Linked DNA regions of Sus scrofa: region 1 is linked to region 2. A link is a contact called in public Hi-C data. All regions are on one chromosome and are shown on one strand. The core of a region is the stretch at or near the end of the contact, and the rest is flanking DNA. Distances in the headings are between cores, read along the strand shown. Region 1 overlaps THNSL2 (threonine synthase-like 2). Region 2 has its middle 94 kb from the start of FOXI3.

Region 1 (6,375 bases), core at 2,872-5,371, 130 kb before region 2:
GCCATCCAGAGCCATAGCCTGAGCCAAGTGACTTGGGTCTTATCCCAAGGTGCTGAAGTTCAGAGATCAGAAACATGTTAAATAATCATTTTAAGAGACTGTGTCATTACACGTTGACAGCTCACGCCCTTCCTTGTAGTAGAGAGTCAATTAAGTCATACACTTGGTCAACAGGTGTGAGTATTTAAAATAGGAAGCTAGGAGTTCCCGTTGTGGCTCAGTGGTTAACAAATCCAACTAGGAAGCATGAGGTTGTGGGTTCGATCCCTGGCCTTGCTCAGTGGGTTAAGGATCTGGCGTTGCCATGAGCTATGGTGTAGGTTGCAGACTCGGCTCAGATCCCCTGTTGCTGTGGCTGTGGTGTAAGCCGGAAGCTACAGCTCCGATTAGATCCCTAGCCTGGACACCTCCATATGACTCGGGTACAGCCCTAGAAAAGACAAAAAACAAACAAAAAAAAAAAGCAAAAAAATGGGAAGCTGCACAGAGTCACTGCTGTGGTGCAGTGGGTTAAAGATCCAGAGTTGTTTCCTGGGTGGATGGAATCCGTCCCCAGCCTGGTGCAATGGGTTAAGGATCTGACATTACTGTAGCTATGGTGTAGGTTGCAGCTTCAGCTTGGATTCAGTCCCTGGCCCCGGGAACTTTTACATGCTGTGGGTGCAGCCCAATAAAATAAAGCAAAAAGTAAAGTAAAATAAAATAAAATAAAATAAAATAAAATAAATAAAATAAAAAGCTATTCAGTGGTATCCATCATGGGTGACTCTCCCCCCTTCCTGAGCCACATCATGAATCATGGCATTTTGTGCAGAAAGGTTAAAAAACCATCTCCTTCATGTCTGTCCATCTCTTCTGAGTGCATTTAATCATGGAGCTCAAGAGTATAGGAAGGTGGGGTGAGTTTGAGTGGAGCCATACTTTTTATTTTTTATTTCCAGCCCTCACATCCTGAGACACTCCTGTAACCCCAAGGTATGGGTGGGATTATGAGCAGTAGGATCTTGGCGAAATTTCATACACTGTGGTCTTGGGCAAGCTATCCAGCTGGCCTGGCTTAGTTTGGTCCCTCACCTGGCAGGACAGTAAATGTGGTGACAGAAGACATTCCTTCTAGAACTGGCCTGGCCTCCTGTTGTAATCCCATAGAGGATATTTCTATGTAACACCAGTTTTGTCAAGGGCCAAAAGCACAGTGAAAACAAACCTTACCTATGAGAGTAGCATGAATATTCTTTGTCTGTTTGTTCAAGAGGGAACAAAAAGCCCCTTCTGCTCTTTTTTTAGCAAGCACATACCCATTGCAGTGAAAAGCATTGGCTAAGGCCGGTGTTAGCAAAACCTTACACATTAGCCTTGGTAATTAATTGCCCATATTTGGCTGCATTTTCCGGCAGTCATGGCAAGCTTTTAATGCACAAGATTCAGGTTCCTGTGGGTCCCTGTTATATCTTAAGCACCAAAAATTGCTAGTTATGGATCTAGGACAATCTTTGCCTAGAATCAAAGCAGAGAATAGCTTTTTGTACCTCTGTTCTGCACATATGCCTTTCTCATCTTGTCTACAGATGTTGGAAGGCTTTTACCTTCTTTATACCCAAGGGCATGTATGGAAGCTCCATTCTTGATTCTAGGTTGGAGAATGGTGTCCATTTAAAAATAGTGGCAGATACGTGGGTGGTGATGAGTGTAGTGTGTTATTTGTTGTTGCTGGAACTGAAGGAGCACTTCTGTTTCATATTTGTTTTGGGCTTCAAGAAAATAAGGCAGGATGGTATTCCCATCATGGCTCAGTGGTACAACCCAACTGGGATCTGTGAGGATGCAGGTTCGATCCCTGGCCTCCCTCAGTGGGTTAAGGATCCGGCATTGCTGTGGCTGTGGCGTTGGCTTGTAGCCATAGCTGCAATTCAACCCCTAGTCTGAGGACTTCCATATGCCACAGGTGCAGCCCTAAAAAAGCAAAAAAAGAAAAGAAAAGAAAAAGAAGCAGGATGGAGTTCTTGCCATTGTGCTGTGCATTAGGGATCTGACATTGTCTCTGCAGCTGCACAGGTTCGATCCCTGGCCTGGCACAGTGGGTTAAGGATCTGGGGTTTCCACAGCTGTCGCATAGGTTGCAGCTCCAGCTTGGATTTGATCCTGACCCGGATTCAGTCCCTGGCCTGGGAACTTCCATGTGCTGAAGGTGTGGCAAAAAAATAAATAAATAAAAAGAGAGAAAGGGAGAGAGGGAGGGAGAAGGAAGGGGAGAGGAAAGAAGGAAAGAAAGAAAATAAGGCAGGATCCTTTAAAGGAATTAGTCTTTGTTTCTAAATAGCTCTGTTCAAGTTCTTCCTTTCCTTTCTGGAATCTTCCGATTTGGATTCCAGGAGGATGTGTGTTTGTTCGGGAGCTGAGAGTGGATACGGGTTTTCCCTTGGACCACTGAGTTGGGGAGAACAGATGGGCCACCTGGATAGCTGTGTGTTGAACTCTGATGTTTATAAAGTCATTGATTTCCATGAATGTGGTATACTTGGTCCTGAAGTACAAGATAATCAGCAAGTGCCGGTTATATATTATGTGGGATGTTTTTGGCTGGAAGTAACAGAAAACTCAGACTAGCTTGAACAAGGATATTTTCCAACTCATAGACCTGGAAGTCTAGGGAGGCCATGGGCACCACCTTCAGGGACCCAGGTTCTCTGATCCCTTGTTCCCAGTCCTAGCCTCATTCCTTTTGTGGCATACAGCAGTTACTGAGGTCAATGAAGTCTCTCTTCCTGTGCTCTCAAGAGCAGTGAATTTTTTCCTAGAACCCCAGCAAATAGCCTCCTTATATGTGGATCTAGAGTCAGTCCCGCAGCCTCATCACTGCCACACAATGAAGGGTGGAATGAATAATAACCTCGGTGCCTACTCTGATACTCCCCCCTCTAACCTTAGCCCCTCTCCTCCAAGTTTGGATCCAGTGGAGAAACAGATCCAGGTTTCAGATATGAGATCCATATTGGCTTGATTGCTGGTGGGGCTGGATGGAAGAATGCAACTTAGACAAGTAGCCACTTTGCCCATCAGCTTACCCAGTAATTCATCTATCAATTAAAGTGTGTACATACTCAGCTCAGAAAGGAGAAGTCCCTCCCTGCCAGCTTACCTGCCACATAGGAACAGAGGGCAGAACCTCCACCTCTGATGTCAATGAAGGAAGAAGTCAGCCCACGGGAAGAGTGACCCAACTCCTGAGAGACGACCATGGAGTAAAGATCACCTTCTCCATCTCACAGCCTGAGAAACCATCTCTCCTTGTTCCCAGAGAGTGGGAAAGGGGGCACGGCATACAAAGAGGAATTCTTCCCCCAATATTCCAGAAGGTTGGCATTTTACATCTAATTATATAATGGTAGAAACTTTAGAAATAGGACCACAAGGATATGGGACAGGTTTATTAAGCTCCTTGAGGAGCTTAATTTGGAGTAGGCTGAGATCCATGAGAGTAAAGACACTGAGGTGAGTGGAGGTCCCAGCGGGATCGGCTCAGCCTGGGAGGCCTTTGGGTCAAGTGCCTGATAGCTCTGTCTTCTCTGTCCCCTGACAGTGGAGGGGAACAGCGATGAGCTGGACGAGCCGATCAAGGCCGTGTTTGCCGACGTGGCCTTTGTCAAGAAGCACAATCTGATGAGTCTGAATTCCATCAACTGGTCCCGGGTCCTCGTGCAAATGGCCCACCACTTCTTCGCTTATTTCCAGTGTACGCCATCCTTAGACACGCACCCCCTACCCCCGTGGAGGTGGTTGTGCCAACGGGGGCTGCGGCAACCTCGCAGGTAAGGAGACCCCCCTGGGGGGAAAGGGCCTTTCCTGAAAACTGCCTGTGGCCCCCATCCCCCCAGCTGCCCTTAGGCTGTGACTGTGAGGAGAAAGGTGAATTCAGATCTTGAGTCTGAAGGGATGGGAAACAACACAGAAGAAGCTTCCAGAAAACTTCCCCTGACTCACTGCAGGGAAATCCGGGGCTCTTGCTGCAACAGGGAGCATGATGGGTTAATGGCGATGTGCTCCAGTTGCCTGATCTGATGTGTCTGCTCAGCAGACTGTGGGGAGATGAGGTCAAGGTTGAGCTGCTGTGCCCGGCTGGCACTGCCCTCCGCCAGCAACATGGACTTTGCTCCCAGTCTCGCCAGCTGCCGGCTCTGAGGATAGGGCTCGCCTGGCACAGTGTGTTCTCCCTGGAGACCCTGTGATGTGGAAAGAGTTCTGGACTTAGGCTTCTGGCCCCAGTTCTGTCCTGTATTAGCGGAACGATTTTCCCTTATGCTCAGCTCTGAGGCTATAAAAAGGAGATTAGACCACTTATCATATCTCTAAGGGTGATGGTGAGGTGCAAATAAGATTCTTGATGCATGTATGTGAACTTTGTGAGGGTCAAAAGCTATACATTTCCTGTAGTAATAGGTAACGTTTATCAAGTGCTTGCTGTGTCAGGCTCTGCTGTAAGTGCTTCTCTCGAATTAACTCCTTTAATCCTCACATATGCCTATGGGGTGGGGAGGGGAGACCATACTATTATTCTCTTTTTTGTTTGTTTTTTGCTTTTGCTTTGTTTGGTTTGGTTTTTGGCTACCTCACGGCATATGGAGTTCCTGGGCCAGAGATCAGATCTGAGCCACAGCTGCAACCTAAGCTGCAGCTGCAGCAATGTGGGATCTTAACCCACTGTGCTGGGCTGGGGTTCGAACCTGCATCCCAGTACTCCCAAGATGCCCAGGATCCCATTACGGCATTGCAGGAACTCCTGTTACTTCCATTTTTAAATGAGGAAGCAGAGGCACAGAGAAGTCATCGGCCCGCCCTGGTTACACCCCTATGTGTCCCAGAGCAAGAACTGCAGCCCATGTGGGCTGCCTCCAGAACCTCCATCCTTGGGAGTCTGGTAGGCTGCTTCCTGAGGGGCATTGCTGCTTCTAATGGCATCGCTTCTGATGGGCGCCAAGGATGGCTTTGTTGAGATCATGAAAGCATCTTAGCGGTCCGGGGTCTTCCTGACTTCCACTAACACAGGGATGGAAAGCATAGTGAGCTCTTAGACAAAGATGGCTCAGCCTCCCTCCCCATGTGGTGAAGCCCACCGCACTGCCCATTTGCATCCCCCTCCAGTGAGTGATGGTGCCTGCACGTGTCCCAGAACCCGCCACAGTGTCTGGTGCAAAAATGACATTTGCTGAGGGAGCTCCGATCTAGCCCTGCTCCAACGGGATCTAACTGCTTGACCTCAAGCTTTGGACCCTCCTGAGCCTTGACTGCTCCCCTCTCACACAAGGATATCAGGACATTGACATGATGATCCAGTGAGATAAGAGTGACAGAGTGCTTTGCACAATTAAGTGTGATGTTGGGTGGTGTGGTTATCCCTAACTCCTTTTATCTACTCTTCAGAGATAAACCATTCATGGAAGTAGGTACCTTCCTAAGCTGCGTTACCGTTCCAGGCCCTCCATCTCTGGGGAGAGGAATTCCTTATTTGTTCCATGCAAATAGGATCTGCTACTAGAGTGGATGGAGGCTGCTGCTCTGGCCTCCCTTTGCCCCTTTCCAGGAACCGATCCAAAGATGCTGGTTCTAGGATGCTGAGTTGGGGACTGCATGTGCTCGGGACTTAGACAGACCTAGTTCAAATCCTTATTCTGCCACTTAGTTTGCTTTGGGTGGATCATTGTAACTTCTCAGAACCTCTGTTTACTCTTCTGCAAATGGGGGCGAGCATGTGTGTCAGTACCTGGTGGGGGGCGTGGCACGGAGAACAGTATTTGGGCATAGAAACACTCCCCTCCTCCTCTTCCCCCCTCCTCCTCCTTCTCCCTCTTCCTCCCCCTCCCCTCCTCTTCTTCCTCCTTCTTCTCCTTCTAGTAGACTTATTGCTATCTGATTCACATACCATACAACTCACCCATTTAAAGTATACAACTTAGTTTTTAGCGTGTACAGCTTCGTGCAGCCAACACCAGAATCAATCTTAGAACACTTTTGTCACCCTAGAAGGAAGCTCTGTTCCCATTAGCAGTCATTCCCCATTTCCTCTCATCCTTCCCAGCTTTAGGCAGCCACAAATCTATTTCATCTCTGTAGGTTTTCCTGTTCTGGACATTTTATATAAGTGGAATCATACAATATACGGCCTTTGGTATCTGGCTTCTTTCACTTAGCATAATGTTTTCAAGACTCATCCATGTCGTGGCCTGTATCAGTGCTTTATTCCTTTTTATGGCTGAATAGTATTCCACCATATGCACATACCACATTTTATTTGTCCATCTATCAGTTAATGCAATCCAAATGTTAGCAGTTATCAGTTTTTAGCTATTAAGAATAAGGCTGCTATGAACATTTGTATAA
Region 2 (7,049 bases), core at 4,374-6,873:
GTTAATAAGAGACTGCCAAAAAAGTTTTCCAGAGCAGCTGGACCATTTGATAACCCTCTAACAATGTATGAGAGTTTCAGTTGCTCCACAGCCTTGCCTGCACTTGGCATTGTCAGCATCATTCTGTGTTAGCCATTTATACTTTATAATTTAATTACACCTGTACATATTTGAAACAATAAATACATACAGGCTCTGTGTCTCTTTGTATTTTATATAAACAGAATAATGCTAAATATATACTTTTTTTTCCCCTTCGTTTTAAAGTCACACCTATGGCATATGGACGTTCCCAGGGCTACAGGTTAAATCGGAGCTGCAACTGCAGTCTATGGCAACATGAGATCCAAGCCATGTCTGTGACCTATGCTGCAGCTTGTGGCAATGCTGGATCCTTAACCCGCTGAGCAAGGCCAGGGATAGAACCTGCATCCTCCCAGAGCCTACGTTGTGTTCCCAACCTGCTGACCTCGACAGGAACTCCTAAATATATTCTTTTAATACTTGATTTTAATTCTTTCAATATTGATTTTGAGATTTTTGGTGTTGATTCACATACATCTGGTTCATTCACTTTAGCTATTCATGATGTGTTATTATAGAAATATATCATCAAGTATTTATGCGAGTTGCACACAGATGGTCATTCAGGATATTTCTTATTTCTTATCAAAAACAGTGCTAAAATAAACACGTATATGTGTCTTCTTTCACACAGATGTGAAAAATTATCTAGGACGATGATTCTCAAATCTTTTAGTCTGGGGACTCCCTTCACCCTTCAAAATCATTAAGGACCCCAAAGAGCTTTTGTTTATGTGTATTATACCTACCAATGTTTACCATATTAGAAATTAAAACTGAAAATGTTTTAATATTTATTCAAGAATTTTAGGAGTTCTCTGGAGTTCCTATTGCGGCACAGTGGAAAAGAATCCGACTAATATCCATGAGGACCCAGGTTTGATCCCTGGCCTTGCTCAGTGGGTTAAGGATCCAGCATCACCATGAGCTATAGGGTAGGTTGAAGATGTGGCTCAGATCTGGCATGGCTGTGGCTGTGGTATAGGCCACAACTATAGCTCTGATTCAACCCCTAGCCTGGGAATTTCCATATGCCTCAAGTGCAGGCCTAAAAAGAAAACTTGTGGCACACAGCAAGTTAAAGATCCAGTGTTGTCACTGTATGGCTTGGGTGGCTGCTACGGCATAGGTTTGATCCCTGGCCCAGGCCAGGAACTTCCATATGCTGAATGCTGTGGCCCCAAAATAAATAAATAAATAAATAAATAAATAATGTTATAAATAACATTAATTTAAAAAATAGCATATATAAGATAAACAAGTATATCTTCTTTTCCAAAACAAAAAAAGAAATTAGAAGGTGGAATTATTTTATATATTGGCTCAGCAAAAGAAGCTGGATTCCTCCTATCCTATCTGTTCCTGCATTCAATCTGTTGTCATATTACATATCATTTATTTATTTATTTGTTTGTCTTTTTCTAGGGTCACACCCACAGCCTATGGAGGTTCCCAGGCTAGGGTTGAATCAGAACTGTAGCCACCAGCACACACCACAGCCACAGCAACGCCAGATCCTTAATCCACTGAGCGAGGCCAGGGATTGAACCCAAAACCTATGGTTCCTTGTCGGATTTGCTAACCACTGAGCCACGATGGGGACTCCCTACAGTTTATTATTTTTGATATCACATATCATTTATGAGATAATGAGAGTGAAAAAGCAAAATAATGGTTCAATATTATTTGAAAATAGCTTTGGCCTCATAGACCCCTGAGAAGGTGTCAGGGAGAAAATTTTGAGAATCACTGTCCTTGGGCACTTACCTAGATGAGGAATTGCTGGGCTGTGTAGTTGATATTTTCAACATATGTCCCCACTAGCAGCATGTGTAAATTCCTGTGTTCTTATGTCCTCAGCCAAACTTAGTGTGATCAGGGCTTTTAGTATTTGCCCAAGCTGATGGATGTGAAATGGTGTCTCATTCTTATTTTAATTTGCATTTCTTTGATGACTAGCAGACTAATTCTGTAGCATCTTTGTACACTTAGTCATCACCTTGGAAGCAAAGCCTTTCCTCATATTCTACACCTGTGGTCGAGGCTGACTTTTTTGGCCTCAACCATATTGAGTTAGAAAGTCCATGCCTACCTACTTTGCAGAAACATCCCTAGAATCTGCATAGCCCTGGCACACTGGATATATAAGATATATATATATATATGTTATATTTACATGTAAATGGACAGTCTTTTCCCTTAACACCTGAACAGCCCGAGGCAGAGTGACCCTTGGGTACATTCCAGGCAGACCTTCCTTCTGTCCCTGGTCAGTTCTTGTTGCCTTGTGCTGGAGGGTCAGCACTGCCCCTGCTGTTACCACCCTGCCCCCAAGTACGGCCGCAGCCATCTGGGGCAGAGAGACAGCACCGCATTCCCTTCCAGGAGAGGGACAGCCACTTCAGTCTCCTTCCTGGATGCATTTCTCACCTTTGAGGGCAGAATAATAGCTTCCACAATGTCCAGAAGGAGATGTGACAGTGTAAGCAGAGGTCAGAGTGAGGAGAGCCATGAGTCAAGGAACACGGCAGCCTCTAGAAGCTAGAAAGATCCAGGAAACTGACTCATTCTTAGAGCCTCCAGAAAGGAGTTTGGTCCCGCAAACACATTTTGGACTATTGACCTCCAGAACTACAAAATAATTATATACATTTTTGGTTTGTTTGTTTTGTCTGTGCCTGCGACATGTGAAAGAAGTTCCCAGGCCAGGGACTGAACCCTCTCCACAACAGTAACCAGAGCCACAGCAGTGATAATGCTGGATCCTGAAACTGCTGAGCCACAAAGGAACTCTGAAATATGTATTGTTTTAAGTCACAGTTTTATGGTAATTTGTTACAGCAGTAATAGTAAACAAACATATTCCTATCCTCAAAGACAGCTTTTATCTTGTAATATATGCTTATGTATTGTGATGCAACAGACACTATAGAAATATCATGTTCATGGAGTTCCCTGGTAGCCGAGTGGTTAAGGATCCAGCCTTGTCACTGTTGTGGCTCAGGTTCAATCCCTGGCCCAGGAATTCCTACACTGTGGGTGTGGCAAAAAAAAAAAAAAAAAAAAGCTGTTATTAGAAATAGTATATTCAGGAGTTCCTGTTGTGCCTCAGTCGTTAACGAATCCGACTAGGAACCATGAGGTTGCAGGTTGAATCCCTGGCCTCGCTCAGTGAGTTAAGGATCCAGCGTTGCCATGAGCTGTGGTGTAGGTCGCAGACGCAGCTCGGATCTGGTGTTTCTGTGGCTCTGGCGTAGGCCGGCGGCTACAGCTCGATTAGACCCCCAGCCTGGGAACCTCCATATGCCACAGGTGTGGCCCTAAAAAGACAAAAGACAAAAAAGAAAAGAAATAGTATATTCATATAAGTCAATAAACTGAAGTTAAGTATTTCAATTTCTAAGCCATGTCTTTCAATTAACACATGTATATTGAATGCTCTCCACAATTTTTTTTTTAAGGGCCACACCTGTGGCATATAGAAACTCCAGGGCTAGGGGTCACATTGGAGCTCAGCTGCCTGCCTACACCACAGCCACAACACCAGATCCAAGCCTATCTGTGGCCTATACCACAGCTTGCTGCAATGCTGGATCCTTAACCCACTGAGCAAGGCCAGGGATTGAACCCATATTCTCATGGATACTAGTCAGGTGCTTAACCCTCTGAGCCACAACTGGAACTCCCCCAAATATTGATATTAATCAGCATTCTTTAGTCTTGCCAGAGCTCAGGGAAGGAAGTTGGAAGGATTGTAAGGACCCTGGGGTATTGATCCCAGGGCTCCCACAAACCAGGACATGCTTTGTGTGCTTCCCCCAAAATCTGACAGCAAGGAGGAAATCACAGCTAGAGTGCTGGGCCTGGATGCATCAGGCTTGCTGACTGCTCCAAGTCTCCATACTAGCCTCTCCCTGAGGCCGTGGACAAGGTCCAGGAGAAGCCACAGACATGGTCTCCATGGCAGGCTGCCACAGCTGCTCACTGTGCAGGTGAGACAGGGGTGGGGGAGAGCCAGCTTCATCCTAGGGTCTGCCCAGAAAGCAGATGTCACCTGAGCATCCTGCACACAGTCTCCCCATAAGAGACATTATTATTATCTTATTATTAAATTGTCTTACTATTCTCCAGTAAGAGAAAGACGTGCCCTCTCCTCCCTGCACAAATCCGCCTGATGACTGGGCCCAGTGGGGAGGGGATTTGCCCAGCAGGCTGAGGGAAGTTGCCCTGCCAGATAACCCCAGCTCCAATTAAAGCCATTAACGAGAAACGAGGCCAAGGACCATTATCCCTTATTAGGCCCCTTCCACCAGAGGTCTGGGCTTTAAGACACAGTGGGTCAGTCTAGGAGTAAACATTCCACCAGTTATTTTACTTATAATCATTCCCCAATCAAATTCCATTTGGCCTCCAGGGTGACCAACCATCCTTGCCAGGGACCAAGGAGTTTCCCAGGACAAGAGACTCGCAGTAACCTGGGAAAATCGAAGGCAAACTGCGGCAAACAGGTCGCCCTACTTTCTATCTCGGCGCCTCTGTTGTGGGTGGCACTTCAGTTGAGAGGCCAAAGCAGAGATCAGCTGGACTATTTTCCTGAGCTGTGACAACTCCTTGTGAACCTCCAAGTTATACCTAATTCTCTTCCATGTAAGGCTTTTCCCCCAATAACAAGTTCCCTGTAATAACAACAGCAACCGTTTACGGAGTATTTACCACCAGAAACTGCAGAAAGACCTCTCCATATATTACTTCTGTTAATCTTCTTCGTAATCCTAAGAGACAAGCAAATTTTTTGCTTATTTTATAGATGATGAAACTCAGGCCATGAGAACTTAAATAATTGCTCAAAGCCATGCCAGAATTATGTGGCAGAACCAGGAAGGTCTCAGGTCACTGCAGAAAAGGCACCAGTCACTGTCACAGCCATTTTGCCTTTAAAGGGACTGACCCACAGGGTAGCCAGTACCTGTTTTGGGGGGCAGGAGCTGTGGATCTGCAGCGATCACAGTAATATGCATACGTAACAGGGGCTCTTTTGTGGCATTTGTGACCCCTCTGCTGCTGTAGCTGGTTTTTTTGGAGATGATCTTCCCCAGTCAGAAGCAAAGTTTCTGGAACACGGAGCCAGCTCACGGGCCACGGGGCCCGTTTCAGTCCACAAAGTGCTCGAATGTTGTCACCCTGACACACAGCAGTCACCCAGCTTCCCTTCTGCTGTGATCAGACCCCTCCTGGTTTGGGGTTTGAGGCTCTGGGCTTCAGGCGCCTTCGGGTTCACAGCTGCGGCAGCCTCCTCCCCGCGATCCCCCGCCGGCAGCCCCCGTGGCAGCTCCGGGCACCTCTGCTTGCAGTAAACATGACCTCTGCCTTCCGCCACCAACATGACATTGGCATGTCGCTGCTGATCTGTAAACACAATTGTGTTTTCAGTCTTCCGACTGAATTTTGTTACTGGGATCCTAACAGGCAGCAGGTCTTTGTTTATCTGTAAACAGCAGCCCGATTCCACAGCAGAGAGGTCGGGAGGCTGTTTGTTTTTATTACTTTACAGTAAGAGGAAAAGGTGGTTAGTGATAGGCGTCCACACTGCCCCTCCCTCTCCCGATTGGTCTGAGAGATGTCTCTCTCTCTCTCTCTCTCTCTATCCCTCCCTAGATCCTTAGCCCAGACCCAGAAAAGGAGCAGAACAGGTCTCTCTCTGCTTTTTAGGATTTCTTGCTTTGACACTGAAGAGACTGGTGGAAATAAATGTCCAGCACTGCGTGCAATAGCCAGCACGTTTCCTGCGTGGGGGAAGGAACCAACAGGAACAGCTCCCCTGGAAATTCAGCCTAAGGGTGGAGAACTGCAGCTCTGCTTTTGTGCTTTGAAGGGCATTTGCGGTGGACCCTCTGGATGGAATCGTGGGCCTTGAGAAGCTTGGCTATTTCTACCTGTCTGTCTTGGAACCACTTGAAGTCTCTTTCTGCACAATTCAAGTTTTCTGTTCAAATGGGTGGATTTCTTTTCCCCCAAAGTTTGTGTTCTAGCTAAAAGAATATGGTCTTTTAACGGAAGGCAGAAATAAGTTGGTGAGTTGAAGTTTTTAAAAAAAATTTACAAAGGATTGATTAGCTCATAAAATGTATAGGTTAATCAAATTATGTATATAACATATGTATTATAACAATATTATATGTAATAGAATAAATATCTATGTATGATATATTAATAACCTATAAAAATACACTATACACACAATTACATACATTAAAATATATATAGTGTATAGTCCTATGAGCTGGAAGGACTTCTCAGGTTTCCTATGATGTGTAAAAAAAGTCCACAGTGGATTTTCTAACAAGTGGAAAGCAGAGGCCCATGAGGACCTATATGTCTTAATGAAGAGACACATGTCCGTTTCTAGTGTGTTCATGAATTATAGTAAAGATAACTATGTATATAAAAAAAGAAAATTTCCGAGTTCCCATCATGGTTCAGCAGAACCGAATCTGACTAGTATCCACCTGACACAGGTTTGATCCCTGGCCTCCCTCAGTGGGTTAAGGATCTGGCATTACTGTGGCTGTGGCATAAGCTATGGCATAGGCCAGCAACTACAACACCTAGCCTGAGAATCCCCATATGCCAGAGGTACAGCCCTAAAAGGGGAAAAAAAAAAAGAGAAAGAGAGAACTTTGGGAGTTCCTGCCCTGGCTCAGCAGGTTAAGAATCCAACTAGTATCTGTGAGGATGTGGGTTTGATCCCTGGTCTCACCTGGTGGGTTAAGGATCCCGTAAGTTGAAGATGAAGCTAGGATCCAATGTGGCTGTGGCTGCGGCTGTGGCTTTGACAGGCAGCTGCAGCTCCAATTCAACATCCAGCCTGGGAACTCCCATATGCCACAGGTGTGGCCCTTAAAAACAAACAAACAAAAAAGTTTAAAGTGAAAAGAGAACTTAGATGTTTTATGTTTTTTCCCACT

What was found. A called contact is a pair of places that touch in the nucleus more often than the background predicts.
Region 1: a Hi-C map of liver shows a contact between it and region 2, with 4 times the contacts expected there. A contact is called at or near these places in 1 of 5 promoter capture datasets (liver) and 4 of 47 Hi-C or Micro-C datasets (liver, skeletal muscle and undifferentiated spermatogonia).

The regions. Positions count from the first base shown.
Region 1 is chr3:57,806,652-57,813,026 of Sscrofa11.1, reverse strand. It overlaps THNSL2 (threonine synthase-like 2), which reads left to right. Exons shown (of 11, transcript XM_021087277.1): 5 at 3,581-3,763; 6 at 3,766-3,792; 7 at 3,795-3,809. Among named protein-coding and RNA genes, the nearest start is that of THNSL2, 11 kb to the left of the region's middle.
Region 2 is chr3:57,677,600-57,684,648 of Sscrofa11.1, reverse strand. No RefSeq gene overlaps it. Among named protein-coding and RNA genes, the nearest start is that of FOXI3, 94 kb to the right of the region's middle.